Regions from separate parts of the Zea mays genome. Here regions 1 and 3 are each linked to region 2. The links are chromatin contacts, called in public Hi-C and HiChIP or PLAC-seq maps. All regions are on one chromosome and are shown on one strand. The core of a region is the stretch at or near the end of the contact, and the rest is flanking DNA. Distances in the headings are between cores, read along the strand shown. Region 1 holds the start of LOC100282490. Region 2 holds the start of LOC103641750 (probable WRKY transcription factor 34). Region 3 holds the start of LOC103641749 (hapless 8).

Region 1 (4,062 bases), core at 1,333-3,832, 130 kb before region 2:
GGTTGCAAAGGCAGCGGCAGTGGTGGCTTCTGGGCAAATTGTCACAGTTGGCACTGCTGGAAGCAACACATCAAGCTCTAGGCCAAGTTCGAAGCTATCGGGCCTTTCTTTAGACACACTACCATAAAAACTTGCATAGTTCAGATAGAGGGTTCCAAAATACTCCCTCCAGACACAAATAAATGATTTTTGGACGTTCACACCATCTTCAAAACTCAAGTTTCACTAGGACTTTTTTATCACAAGATAATCATAAAACAGAGCCAAAGAGTAATCTTACAAAACTACATTTCAAGACAAATCTACTCATGCCATTTTTAACTATCCGAACTCAACCCATAGAAAGTAGAACGCAACCAAAGATCATAACGGCTGATTTAAGAGAATCCAAAACATTACTAATTTGTGACAAGAGAAAACACATGCTATATAGAATGGAACAGAGGTTGCATATCAATAGTGGTAGCTGTTATCTTCTTGCTAGTAGTAGGACCTTAAACTTGCAGCTTAAACTTTGAAACACATGATCATGTACTACCTTTATTAGGATAATATGATGAGCTTTTAACCTTTCCTTTCGTCTTGCACAATCTGGTGTATGTTATAATCAGGTTATAGGATTTCCATTATTGGGACAAACTACATTTTCTTAGAATACTATACTAACAATCATGAAAAGCAAAACAGTGGAAAATTCAAATTATACTGGGGCAGACACACAGAAATGGAAAATGCAGACAATGCTACTGCCACTTAACAGAATGCAATGGCTTATATAAGTTATACCCCGAGGTTTTATTGTTATAAAACCCCAAACGGGCTACACGTTGTGTAGACAGGGAAATGCACTTTATTCCATATGTAGGCAGTAATAGCGATACAGAAATGGAAATCTATTACAATGTAAGAATTTATAGTATTTTGAAGACTATAAGGGACATAAAGCTAGTCATATTCATATGTTTCATATGAGACCATCTGTTATGAATGACAATTAGCAAATGCACATACAAAAAATAGAAGATACTGTAAATGTCGCTCAAGCATGCAAAATAAGCATGAATTGAAGAGGATCAGAAACCTTGGTAGACTGCACATCTGCCTCTCTGCTCCTCTTTCTGTGGTTATGCATGTCAGGCGAGCGGGTTCGTCTTAGAGAATGTGATTTATGAAAAGCCTTTTCATCTGCATGTGATTTGTGAAAATCCTTTTCATCCACATGAGAAACATTGGCTACAACGCTTCTAAGAGGAACTGCTTCTGATTGACCTCGATCAATTGTTCCCCAATCTCTTTTTTGATGACCCCAATCTCTTTTTTTATGAGTCACCACTGTCTTCTGGGTTTCAGCTTCAGGTTCATGATTAACTTGCATGCTGCTTGTCACACTGTGAACAGGCAATCCTCTGGCAGCACTGTGAGTGCTTTTAACATCATCCTTAGAAGAGGCAGATTTAGCATGAACATAAAGGTGCAGATTTGAGGACAGATGGTCCCATAACCTGCAAAATTGTACATAGATTCATGGCGTTGTCAGAGAAAATGCATGGCACATGAAAAGAAAATGAAACAGGACAGTTTCAGGTGAACGAAGATAACCAGGATACAAATGCATCATTGTCATCGCCTAAAAAAACCTGTAGCTCCTTTGCAGCCTCATCCTTGCGTCTCCCATTCCTTAGCAACACTACAACATACTCCTGAGCAACAAGATATAGATAGATCAGCAATAATGATGGGTTATGGGTTTGCTACATCGAGAAAAGAACAGGCATAATACCAATTACCAACAATATAAATTGTACATCACAATATTGAAAACTGAAAGAAAGCAACCAAGTACTTTAACCTCCACTCCGGACACACCAGAGGTGTTGATAGGTGCGCAACAATACAAAGTCACTTCCCTCGAGAACATAGAGTAGCTGATTGCATAGGCAGCCAAATGCCAGCTATCCCCACTACACAATCCAATATATAAAACGTGGAGTGGGGTAGGGGATCGTGTGCCTCCAATCTCCGGAGCACATAACCCACGCTAAACCCCATAACATGCCCACAGCACACGATACTAAAGAAAGGCAATACCAAATGCGCGATTCGAAACGCGATTCCGCAAAATCCAGAGAGCCGCGCACCGTCCGCTATAGAACCGCATTCCACAGATGGCATGTGCGACGCTAGGGTTTTAGCAACGGATCGGGTATCGTGCCGCGGTGTGGGAAAGGGAAGCGGGGCGCTCACGGCAAGGGTGTCGTCGGAGTAGTCGCCCATGAGCTCCCTGAGCTTCTCCTTGACGCGGTCCTGCAGCATCGTCACCCCCTCGCCGGTAAAGTTCGCCTTGAACGTCCGATCCTCGCCGCCGTCCATGGGAAACCCTAGCGCCGCCGCTCCTCTCGCCCCAGCCACAGCACCAACAGTTTGAGGCGGCGAACGTGGCCGCGTCCTACGGGGCGGAAGCGGCGGGGAGGGAGGGTGGTGAGGGCGGCGGGGGAAGGGCCGCGCCCGAACGCGAGCGGCGTTGGGGTCTGGTCTCTCTGCAGTCTGGACCGTCGCGGGGACGGTCGATTGTGCGGTGCGGTGCGGTGCGGCCGTGCGGCCGCGCGCGTGTTAGTAGTACTTGGTTGCTTTGCGCCTTCGCTGAGGTTCTCTCGTGCGGTGCGATTTTGGGCCTGATACTGGACAAACTGATGCAGCTACACCAATCATGGGCCACTAACCCGATCCAATTGGCTCGAGAAAACTTAAGGTCGTTTGATTCCTTTAGACTTTACCGCGCGGTTTTCCCTCAATTTCTTCTCATAAGTCATTTTTTTCGTCACATCATTAACATATTATTCTCTACTTTTTCATCTTCCACAGCGGTTTCCTCTATATTCTCTCTCTATACCCAACTACAACTATAAAATATCATTATCCAACCATATTTATCATCTATTACCATTTTTATTCACCTATTAAAAAACAATTGTACAAATTTACAGTTGAAGGGGGACGGCAAACTCACGCTGGCTGCCGCGTGTTCCTGTTCACATCTGCTGCGTGGAGGGCCTTGTAGAGGACGCTGTTGCAGCCGTAGGGGGCTTATGTAGCCGCCAGATCGAGGGGAGGGGGCGGCCCGGCGGACGCGACTGCGGACAACCTTAGACTGTCCGTACCGGTTACCCCTAAATTTTTCCCTATATATCACTTTTTGCGTCACATCATCAATATTTCACCTCCTACTTTTTCATCTCCCGCAACGGTTTCCACTATTTTCTCTCCCTATATCCCGCTACAATCATAAAATATTATTTCATATACTACTTTTTATCCACTATCAATATTTCTTCTACTAACAATTAGAGTCGGACCCACAACACAATAGAAGGGGGGAGACGAGCACACGCTGGATCCAGCGGGAGAGAGAAGAGGAGGGCGCGTGTGGCAGCGGTAGGGGGCACCGTAGGGGGCAGCGCTGCGGCGTATAGGGGGTGTTTGTTGCTGATAGTCGCCTAGAGGGGGGTGAATAGGGCGAAACTGAAATTTACAAATATAAACACAACTACAAGCCGGGTTAGCGTTAGAAATATAAACGAGTCCGCGAGAGAGGGCGCAAAACAAATCCCAAGCGAATAAGCAAGTGAGACACGGAGATTTGTTTTACCGAGGTTCGGTTCTTGCAAACCTACTCCCCGTTGAGGAGGCCACAAAGGCCGGGTCTCTTTCAACACTTCCCTCTCTCAAACGATCCCTCGAACCGAGTGAGCTTCTTTTCTCAAATCAAAGCTGGGAACAAAACTTCCCCGCAAGGGCCACCACACAATTGGTGCCTCTTGCCTTGATTACAATGGAGTTGTGATCTCAAGAACAAGTGAGAAAGAAAAGAAGCAATCCAAGCGCAAGAGCTCAAATGAACACGGCAAATCACTCTCACTAGTCACTAGGGTTTTGTGTGGAATTGGAGAGGATTTGATCTCTTTGAATGTGTCTAGAATTGAATGCCTAGCTCTTGTAGTAGTTGAGAAGTGGAAAACTTGGATACAATGAATGGTGGGGTGGTTGGGGTATTTATAGCCCCAA
Region 2 (4,349 bases), core at 588-3,087:
ACCATCCCAGCCGGGCCTGTACTCGTCGGGAACAAGCCTATCAATTCATGTCTGCACCTCGTCGCGTACATAAAAAAGATCGAGAGGCCCGGCCCCGCGCGATCAGGTACCACCGCTCCATCATTTAATGTCCAATGCTCGCTAATCGTGTAATGTTTCGGCTTATATAACGATAAATTACCGTACCTTAACCTAATCTTTCTGGCTTTAATTTACCGTCATCGTACACCAGGAGTGACGTTACGGTTGAGATGTACTACTTGCGTTATTATTTTCATCTGACTCTTCATATCCTCCGATGAGCCAACGGTTACTCTATACCGCATCATCGTATCCAACGCTCCATATCCGATTCTCACGCTGTCGTAGCTTCGCGCCCATCTCTTTCTTTGTGAGGTTCAAACTCACAAATGTGCGTGAAACCAAAATTTGAAACTCTATGAATGAAGCAAGAATCATATGCCAGGCAAGTTGAGGAAAAGAAACGATTAGGCTTCAAGAGCTGTACACAAGCTACTAATGTATGAAACAAAAAGAAAAAGTCAACATAATCCCCTCATCTTTAGAGGTCTATTTCACCCCTCATCTTCAAAATCAGTTGAACTTTACAAAACCGAAAAAATAACCTTCTTGACGATTTTAGTGAGTTGTTTCGCTGATGTGATATTGTCACTGTGACACCAAATTTATCTTTTTTCAGTTATGTGATCTGGTAGTATCTAAATTTTATAAAATTTTACTTACAACTTGATAACCAGGCATTATTTTTCATTCTAATTTTTAAATAATTTTAGGAGTAGCAACTTAATTACTAAAAATAAAAAACTACATAAAAAGAGTTTAATATTTTTTTGTCCAAAAAATATTTCTTATCTTCTAATGCTAAAGTGGATTTTCTTCTCCTTAGTAACTAAATCAATTACACTTAGCAAATAGTAATGAAAAGATCCCAAAATTTTACATAGCCCTCCTATATGCTAAAATAATTTATACAAACATTTCTAGTTTTCTAAACACTTTAAATATAGACTCATTACTTACACAAATGTTTCTGTGAACATTACATGAGTCCATATTTAAAGTTCACATAAAATTACGAAAAAATTTGTGCAAGTTATTTTAGATGAGAGTAGGACTGTGTACAAACTGGACAACATTTATTATTGTTTGCTAAGTGTTTCTAAAAACAAATATAAAATTAATTTAGTTAGTTTTCATAATAGAGGCCACTTAAATTGCTTAATAAACCCAACCAAAATTTTAGTAGTTTAGTAATTATATTAGTTACTTATAATAAAATTTTTAGCCTCAAAAATATGTAAATTTTGAATACTTCTGAATCACAGAACTAAAATAGACAAAATCGGTGCTACAGTGGCAATGCCACATCAGTAAAACTGCTCAGAGATTGTTTGGTCACCTCACAACAAACTAATCTATAATTGATTATTTTTCTTTAGTAGCTATATGTACATTATAATATATTGCTTGCATACATCTAGATGAGATGTTTAATATGATCGTAATACTACTTTATCTTTATACTTTATATGATGATGTTTCTACTTAGATGGTCCCCTTTTATCTTGTATTTTAAATAAAATTTGAAAATAAAAATGAGAGAAAGGTTATTAGGATCAATCCCGTTCGTTTCATCTCTACCAACAACGGCAGAAAACAAGCTGCCGAATACGCCCGCATGCTCTAATCCAAACAAACAACAAACAACAAACCCAAAAGTTATATTTTTTAAGGAAAGAAATCCGAAGCAAATGCAGTTTGCGACAGGGATAAAACGATGTCCGTTTCTCTCTCCACACCCGCCCGTCTCGACTCTCGAGTCCCGAGGGATCCTTCCGCTCCACCATTCTCTTGGTCAAACCGCCCCTCCTCCTCCGCCCCTCACCCTGCTCTCTCTCTCTCTCGTTCTCAGCCTCTGTTCCAGTGTTCCTTCCTCCTCCACTCTTTATTATATTTTACTCTTCTCTCTCCAGCGTAAAAAACAAATCGTGCTGTGCGAACGATGAGAGAGAAAAGAGAGACGGAGGCAAGTAATGGCAGGAGGAACCTTCTTTTCCTGACTCCCTGTGGCTGCAGAGTGCCCATCATTTGTCCCTGATCCTTGTGCTTCGTTCCTGTTGCGCTTTCCTTGGGCCATCGGTAGACTGAGCCGTCGCGAAGCCTTCCCGTTCCCACAAGGGGTGTGGCGTGGAGCGAGCCTCGCCACCACTGGGCTCCTCCGGCGACCTCCTCCCTCCAGTCACAGGTTCGCGTTCCATCCCCATTCCCCCTCGGTGGCTCCGTCAATGAAATGAGCTCTCTGTTTCTCGGCCTGCCATTTGTCGCGACGCGAGGGGATTCGGTTGTATCCTATCGAGCCCCCTCGCGTGTTTTCTCGTTGTATGGCCCGAGTTTGTCTGTTCTTACGTGGACTGCTCCAGAAATTTTGGCACAGGATTTCCTATATTTCTTTCTAAATACAATGTCGTTCACTTCTGGGTCGTCAGTATCTTATTGAATATTTCTGTATTTTTTTCTTCTTTTCGTCACCCTTATGTTCTCTTCGAGGAGATGTTTTCGTCATTGTCATCTTAAGTCGATCTATCATTCTGAAGAGCTCTTGCGAAAGGCTGTTCCATGTTGTTTATGCGTATGCGCTTCGAGCTCCGAGCCACAGGAGAGTCCCCCACTCACAGGCAATCACGCAACGATTTGGATCCATGCCATTTCTTTTTCCTGGTCTTGAAGTGAATGGGATGGAACAGCCACGTTCCATTTTATTTGTTTTTATATTTATTCGTGGGGAGTGTGCCGGTCGCATCGACTTTAACATTTCGTGTTACACCACGGTTATTATGAGTTGTCGTTTACTCACATCGACACGGTTCCTGTTTTGGAATCAGCTCCACGGAGAATTTTGAGTTTGTGGGAAAAAAACTGATGATAATTGGACTGGGAATATAGTGTCTCTGATTAGAAGTATAAAAGTTGGTGTTCTTCCAGTTGGAGGAGATTGCCTGCCATCTCTGAGAAATCTCTGGTACTTGTTAGCGCTACCACTGAAATCCTTTTTCTTTTTTTTTTCCCTTCAAATAAACCTGTTGCAGGCTGTCCTGTACTCCCGTTTCACCTGTTTCGCTCTCCCGCGAGCTCTTGATGCATTTGGATCCTGGTGCTCAAGACTCCTGTGAACTTAACCGATTTCAATCCATCGTTTGCTTTTGTTTTGTTTCAACTGGAAAATGTTTCTCCTGATATCTGTTCATCAAAACAAATATCATATCACTACCGTTGTCAGATTCCCGTTGCCTTTGGATATTGTCCTTGTCTACCTCTGTAAATCTGAAGCTAATGTCCAGACAGAACATACATTGACTTAGTACTGAGACGTAACTATTTTTTCACCCCCATTAGGTTGAGCAATCCAAGCTGAGATGGAAGGCCATGTAGCAATGGGGTGGAAGGATCCTAATCCAGGCCAAGAATCTTCCATGGTCTTCCAATCCAGAGCTGTTCGGCCAGACACCGTAGAGGGGCACAGCAACGAGGACGTTGAAGCCGGATTTGAGAAGCATGGCTTGTCAGCCGCCTTAAACTCGCCTCAGCACGAAGGCCGATCACTGCCACTGACCCCACAGTTTGGCCAGAACTCCAGTCCTGGAAGCAGCCTCGCCGAGAGGATGCAGGCAAGAGCCGGATTCAAGGTGCCGAAGCTGAACATGCCTTTCAGCACGGTAGCTGGAGATGATAGTTCAGTGCCAGGAGCTCCATCGCCCTACCTCACGATCCCGCCTGGCTTGAGCCCAGCAACGCTGCTGGAGTCACCTGTCTTCATTTCGAATGCCCTGGTATGTGCTGTTCTTTTCTATAGGGCGTGAACACGTACCAGAATTACTATTTGCTTTCGCCTATGGATGCTGAATTGGCAGTTCAAGAATGCTTGCTTTATCGAACTTTTGACCTCTCCGGGGGAGTTCGTGAAAGATCTACTTTGGTTCCATGACCAATTCTGCTTTGTTTTCGTTCTAGCATGCGGTCTCTTCTTTCCAAACAGGCTTCCGTTTGTTTTCTCAAAAGCAGAAAATAGTAATGATATCATCCAAATATTTTCAAAGTTTTTCTTGAAAGCAGTAATATGATGACCGATCTCTTTGCCTTCCATAGTTTATATAGCAATGTATACCCCACACTTAAGATCCAAATCCCCCCCCCCCCCCCCCCCCCCTATGTACTACTTGGAAACTCCAGTACAATAGCTGTTAATGTTGTCAAAGCTGGATAGAAAATTCATGTGTTTGCTCAGTTTATATTCATATATGTGTTTTGAATCATCGTGTAATTCATATGTA
Region 3 (4,531 bases), core at 811-3,310, 180 kb after region 2:
CTCTAGCGGAGGCGGTGCTTGGATTGTTGGGGGAGCTATGGACTCCCAACTTGAAGGTGGTGCATAGGCCAATGGGTCTTGACTTAGGATTGGCGAGGGATGGACTATGAAAATTCTCTTGGGGTTGAGGGAATGGATGAACGAATGGATTTCTATAATAGTTGGACAACCAAATGCGTTCATGATGAACTAACCAAAATGGGCTCTACAGGGATGGGTACGAGTAGTGCTCCCCGTCCCTGACCCTCTTAGGCCCAACAAGTCAAATTTTATCCCTATTTAGTTCTTTATGGGGGTAATTTTTGCCCATCATTGTTTCCTAGTGAGGGAATTCTTCATGAGGAGTCAAAGAACTATCCTTATAACAGAACTTTTTTTATCTCGGCCTAGTCTACAACAATTACTATACAGGGATTTAACTAGGAAACACGAACTCAAATTATTTTGCTTCATCTGAGGTTTCGATCGTAAACATGGATGTAACTCTTTTCTATAATATATTTTCTGGATATGGGTCTGATCCTTAGGGACTGTCTAGAAAAGTACAAGTTGCAAATCCTACATGGAGTGCATAAGGTTTTGTCCTTTAGTGAGGAATAGCTTGATGTCATATTGTTGTGGGTATTATGGACATATTAGCGGGTCTCTTCCATCTAAGTGTCTCTGTACCTCAATGTCTATACAAAGAGTTATGTCCATTATAAAACCATAAACATGAGGAGTGATTACACAATTATAAATAGCAACCACTTTAGTGTATTAAAAGTAAAAGAGAAGTTTTGGTTCGAGTTTATTTTTTGCTACATAATTTTAAAACTATGGGTCCTTAGCATTGAACTATCAACTTGTGATTTCTAAGGCCATCTTGTATTTTTTTCGATGGCAAAAACTAGGTCCTAGCGTTGCATTATATTTCTATATTAAAACTAGAAGATGTGTTATATTTTATATAAAACTTTGGCATTAGTTTAGTATTTTTTAGTTTAATGAAATAGTTATTAAATTTTAAGGAGTGAAACATTTTTTCATTACTTCTAAAATGTGTAAAATCCCGTTAAAGCCAGATAGATGGCAAATTTATGCAGTATCAATAGTTCCGTTGTAAGGATCTTGACCCTTAATTTCGTAGTAAAAAAACAAAATCGAATAGTGGTGGTTGGTTTAAAATAGAATTTTCGAAATGGCCAAATATACCCTCGCGAAGAGCGATTGTTGCGTGGAAAATATAGACAAGGCCATCGATGACAACAGAGAGAAGGTAAGAGAGAGAAAGAGCACTCAATACGATCGAAATATAAATAAATATAGTTAATGTAGAATACGACAAAAAACCCACATATTTTCTTGCGTCAGCGCTCCCCTTTCTCTCTCTATGAGTCTGAGCCTCCTCTTTTTCCTCGCTTCAAAAGCAAATACACCTCTTGAACGGCTGCAGCTAACAGTATTCGTTCCGTTCTAAAATAAATACACTTTTAAAGTTTCAATAAAGAATTATAAAAAACCATTCACTTTAGAAATAAGAAATATAAAAAACTAGCTAGATCGTCTTATATCTAGAAATATACTTGCTTTAAAATAAATTATAAATATTTCAGAATAAATTGGAAACACAAGGCGTGACCGAGTGAGTACAGCCAGCTAGCCAGCCCCGCCTTTGGCTTGGCTTGGTGGAGAACCAGATGCCTTTTATGTGTGAGTGGTTGGCGTTTCCTTCTCTCTTCTAATCTTTTTTTTTTCTGCAGCAATTTCGGAGTACTCTCTGTCTCAATATTTTTTATAACGTTTAGACACATAGTTCATCCTTTTTAAAATTGTTATATAAATATTAATTATTTATTATTAGATATATTTTAATAACGATTTATTTACTTTATTATTTATAGAAAACCGATTAAGAGTCTGTTTGTTTGTTTGTGTAGGATTATAATATGATATGATCAGATTATATAATCTAATTTATTTAAAACTTGGATAGATTATAGTCTTAAATAAATAGGCCCTAAAATAAATGATCAAATATAATATAATGCGTCGTCTAATGCGTTATCTATCTTGCCACCGAGCGAGTAGAGTATTCGGCTATTCGCACACAGACAGCGTGGTGCCGAGAGAGAGAAAGTGGTGGTGGAATACATAGCAAGCCAAAAAAAAAACATTTCTTCCCTTTTTCCTTGCCTCGCTTCCCCTCCCCCGTCTCCTGTTCTCTTCTCCCTTCTCCGTCTGCTTCAGCCCCCAGAAATCGAAGCCACCACCACCATAGAGCTCCGAGCCCCTCGCCCTCCTCCCCGCCTGTTCGCTGCGTGGATCTACAGGCAGGATGCTCACTCCCGCGCGCGCGGGCGCCGCTCGGTGAGCGGCTGTGAAGAAAAGGTAAGAGAACTGCCGGAGTTCTCCGAGTTAGTACGTGCGGTGACTTCGTAGGCGGTTCTCGATTTGCTTGACTTGAATCCGCTCTGTTGGATTTTTCCCTGCTCTTGCGCGTCGCTTCCCCTTACGAGACTCATCGCTGGAACTGGAAGATTGGCGTCTGCGGAATGGATCTCTTCAGGCGGAGTTGGGATTTCTCGCGTGCTTCTCTCACTGCTTGTGACTGAGCGCTAGATCTCCGCTGCTTTTCGTGCTTGCTTGTGTTGTTCTTGGCTACCGGCAAAGTTTCCCGATCCCTGCATCTGCCTTTTCCAGATTTGGTACGGATTAGGCCCCCGTTCTCGAACTCCTTCCTGTACGTCCTCCCATGCCTCGTCGTCCATATCCAAGCCACATAAATCCCCGATTAGGCCAGTGATGAAGCAACAGAAAATCCTTACTTTTTATTGGTTTCTCGCCATATCTCTAGTTAATAAGCTCCCTTTACTCTTTTCTTCTTTTGCTATTTATTTCCCCATCAAGAAAGCACTACCATACAAGCTACCCTCCAGTGCTTGGCAACTGTTCATGTCTTCTTCCTGCTGTTCCCTTTCTGCGAATCCTTTGCAAGAGTTGCATGATCCGTGTAGACTTCCCCTTAATCTGCTCCAAGACTAGCCCGTTCACCACCTTGCCCCGGGATGATATTTTATGTGCTTTTGTGCTACTTCGAGGGCAGCTCCCTCCGCTCTTGTCCTCTCCTCTCTGCATCTATCTCTCTCTTGCTGCATCGATCAGCATAAAATCATGCCATTATATTCCCAAAGAACAGCTGGTTTGGTTGTGTGGACATGAAATAATATGTACCTTGGTTTCTTTCTGCAGGTGCCTGATGAGAATTGAGATAGTGGGCGGCCAAGGAAGCGAAGTTTCTCGCACTCCACCTGTTGAATTTACCAACTTGGTATGCTGGAGTGTAAGGATAAGAGCAGACCCAATTGCTTCACAGCTCTTGGGTTCTTAGTGCCGACTGTAGCAGCAGCAGATCTGGGGCGAGCAGCGAAGGCGTTCATCAGATGTTATCCAGTGAGCAGCCTTCAGGCCCCTCATGTTCCTTCAAGTCTACTGGCCCGGGTGTGAGCACTGATCCGGCAACCTCCGTGGCCGAGGGGCCGCCGAGCCAGGATCCCAGAGATCTGGTCCAACCTTATCCCAAGTTCTCCATAAGGTGAAAGAGAGATATATATACCTTTGATTCAGTACCTTGGGAGATAGATTATTTTTGGTGTTTAAGTTCTTGATGCTGGATCTCTGTCTTTATGGTGCGTCGATTATGGGGGTGTTTGGATACCCCCGTCTAAAGTTTAGTTTGGTTTTTCGGATGTCGATTTGAAGGATTAGACAGAACCTAATTATAAAGCTGATTGCATAAGTAGTGGCTAATTCTGTAGACGAATCTATTGAGTCTAATTAATCCATGATTAGAACATGTTTACTGTAGCGAAACATGGGCTGATCATAGATTAACTTGGCTTAATAGATTTGTGTCACGAATTAGCCATAATTTATACAATCAGTTTTATAATTAGCTCATGGTCCTAATTGACATCCAAAACTTGACTAAACTCTAGTCCGGAGGATCCAAACACCCTAATTATTGGCTGCTGCTTTGAGGGGTCGGATTGGGTATGCATGGCTGCTTTCAGGGTTAATCCGTGTTATTGTCTGGGGTTGTTTGTATAGTTTACTTTTCTGTTGATTAATATAAAAGTGGCCTCTTTTCTTCCCCAAAATCTGAAAATAAAAGGATGCTCCTCTGATGAATTTTGTCCACTGCCTACTAATGTTTTCTTTTCCATATGTGGTGGTTCTGCGATACACAAGCAGGCCACATATTTTTGGAGATTTCAGTTTTTCATCCTGACAGCATGTTCAGTAGGTCCACGTTGATGTTGTTTCTCTCTCTCTTCTTTTCAACCTATTGTGGAGGGTTTAAATGACACTATTTGGCAACACTATTCTTGAGCGTTCGTCATCTAGGCACGTATTACCATATGCTAATGGGTCCATATTTCTGCCCCTATTTCCAGAGATTATGTGTTTGCTTCAAGAAGCAAAGGCATCAAGAGAAGCTGGCCTTTCCATCCACATTCATTGCAGCTTTGCCTAGAGCGCGGTGTGAAGG

Evidence for each region. Hi-C and Micro-C count contacts between places; a contact is called where the count stands out from the background. HiChIP or PLAC-seq counts read pairs in DNA pulled down with a chosen protein or histone mark.
Region 1: a Hi-C map of tassel shows a contact between it and region 2, with 4 times the contacts expected there. The contact joins the promoter of LOC100282490 here to the promoter of LOC103641750 in region 2. A contact is called at or near these places in 2 of 25 Hi-C or Micro-C datasets (ear and tassel).
Region 3: an H3K4me3 HiChIP or PLAC-seq map of leaf shows a contact between it and region 2, with 5 times the contacts expected there. The contact joins the promoter of LOC103641749 here to the promoter of LOC103641750 in region 2. A contact is called at or near these places in 20 of 25 Hi-C or Micro-C datasets (bundle sheath, ear, endosperm and 6 more) and 2 of 3 datasets of contacts at active chromatin or transcription factors (leaf and seedling).

The regions. Positions count from the first base shown.
Region 1 is chr10:127,401,447-127,405,508 of Zm-B73-REFERENCE-NAM-5.0, reverse strand. It overlaps LOC100282490, which reads right to left and starts at 2,582. Exons shown (of 9, transcript NM_001155399.1): 1 at 2,245-2,582; 2 at 1,600-1,700; 3 at 1,082-1,502. The coding sequence starts at 2,370.
Region 2 is chr10:127,269,073-127,273,421 of Zm-B73-REFERENCE-NAM-5.0, reverse strand. It overlaps LOC103641750 (probable WRKY transcription factor 34), which reads left to right and starts at 1,837. Exons shown (of 6, transcript XM_008665082.2): 1 at 1,837-2,266; 2 at 3,415-3,848. The coding sequence starts at 3,435.
Region 3 is chr10:127,087,483-127,092,013 of Zm-B73-REFERENCE-NAM-5.0, reverse strand. It overlaps LOC103641749 (hapless 8), which reads left to right and starts at 2,060. Exons shown (of 4, transcript XM_008665080.3): 1 at 2,060-2,370; 2 at 3,232-3,574; 3 at 4,437-4,531. The coding sequence starts at 3,423.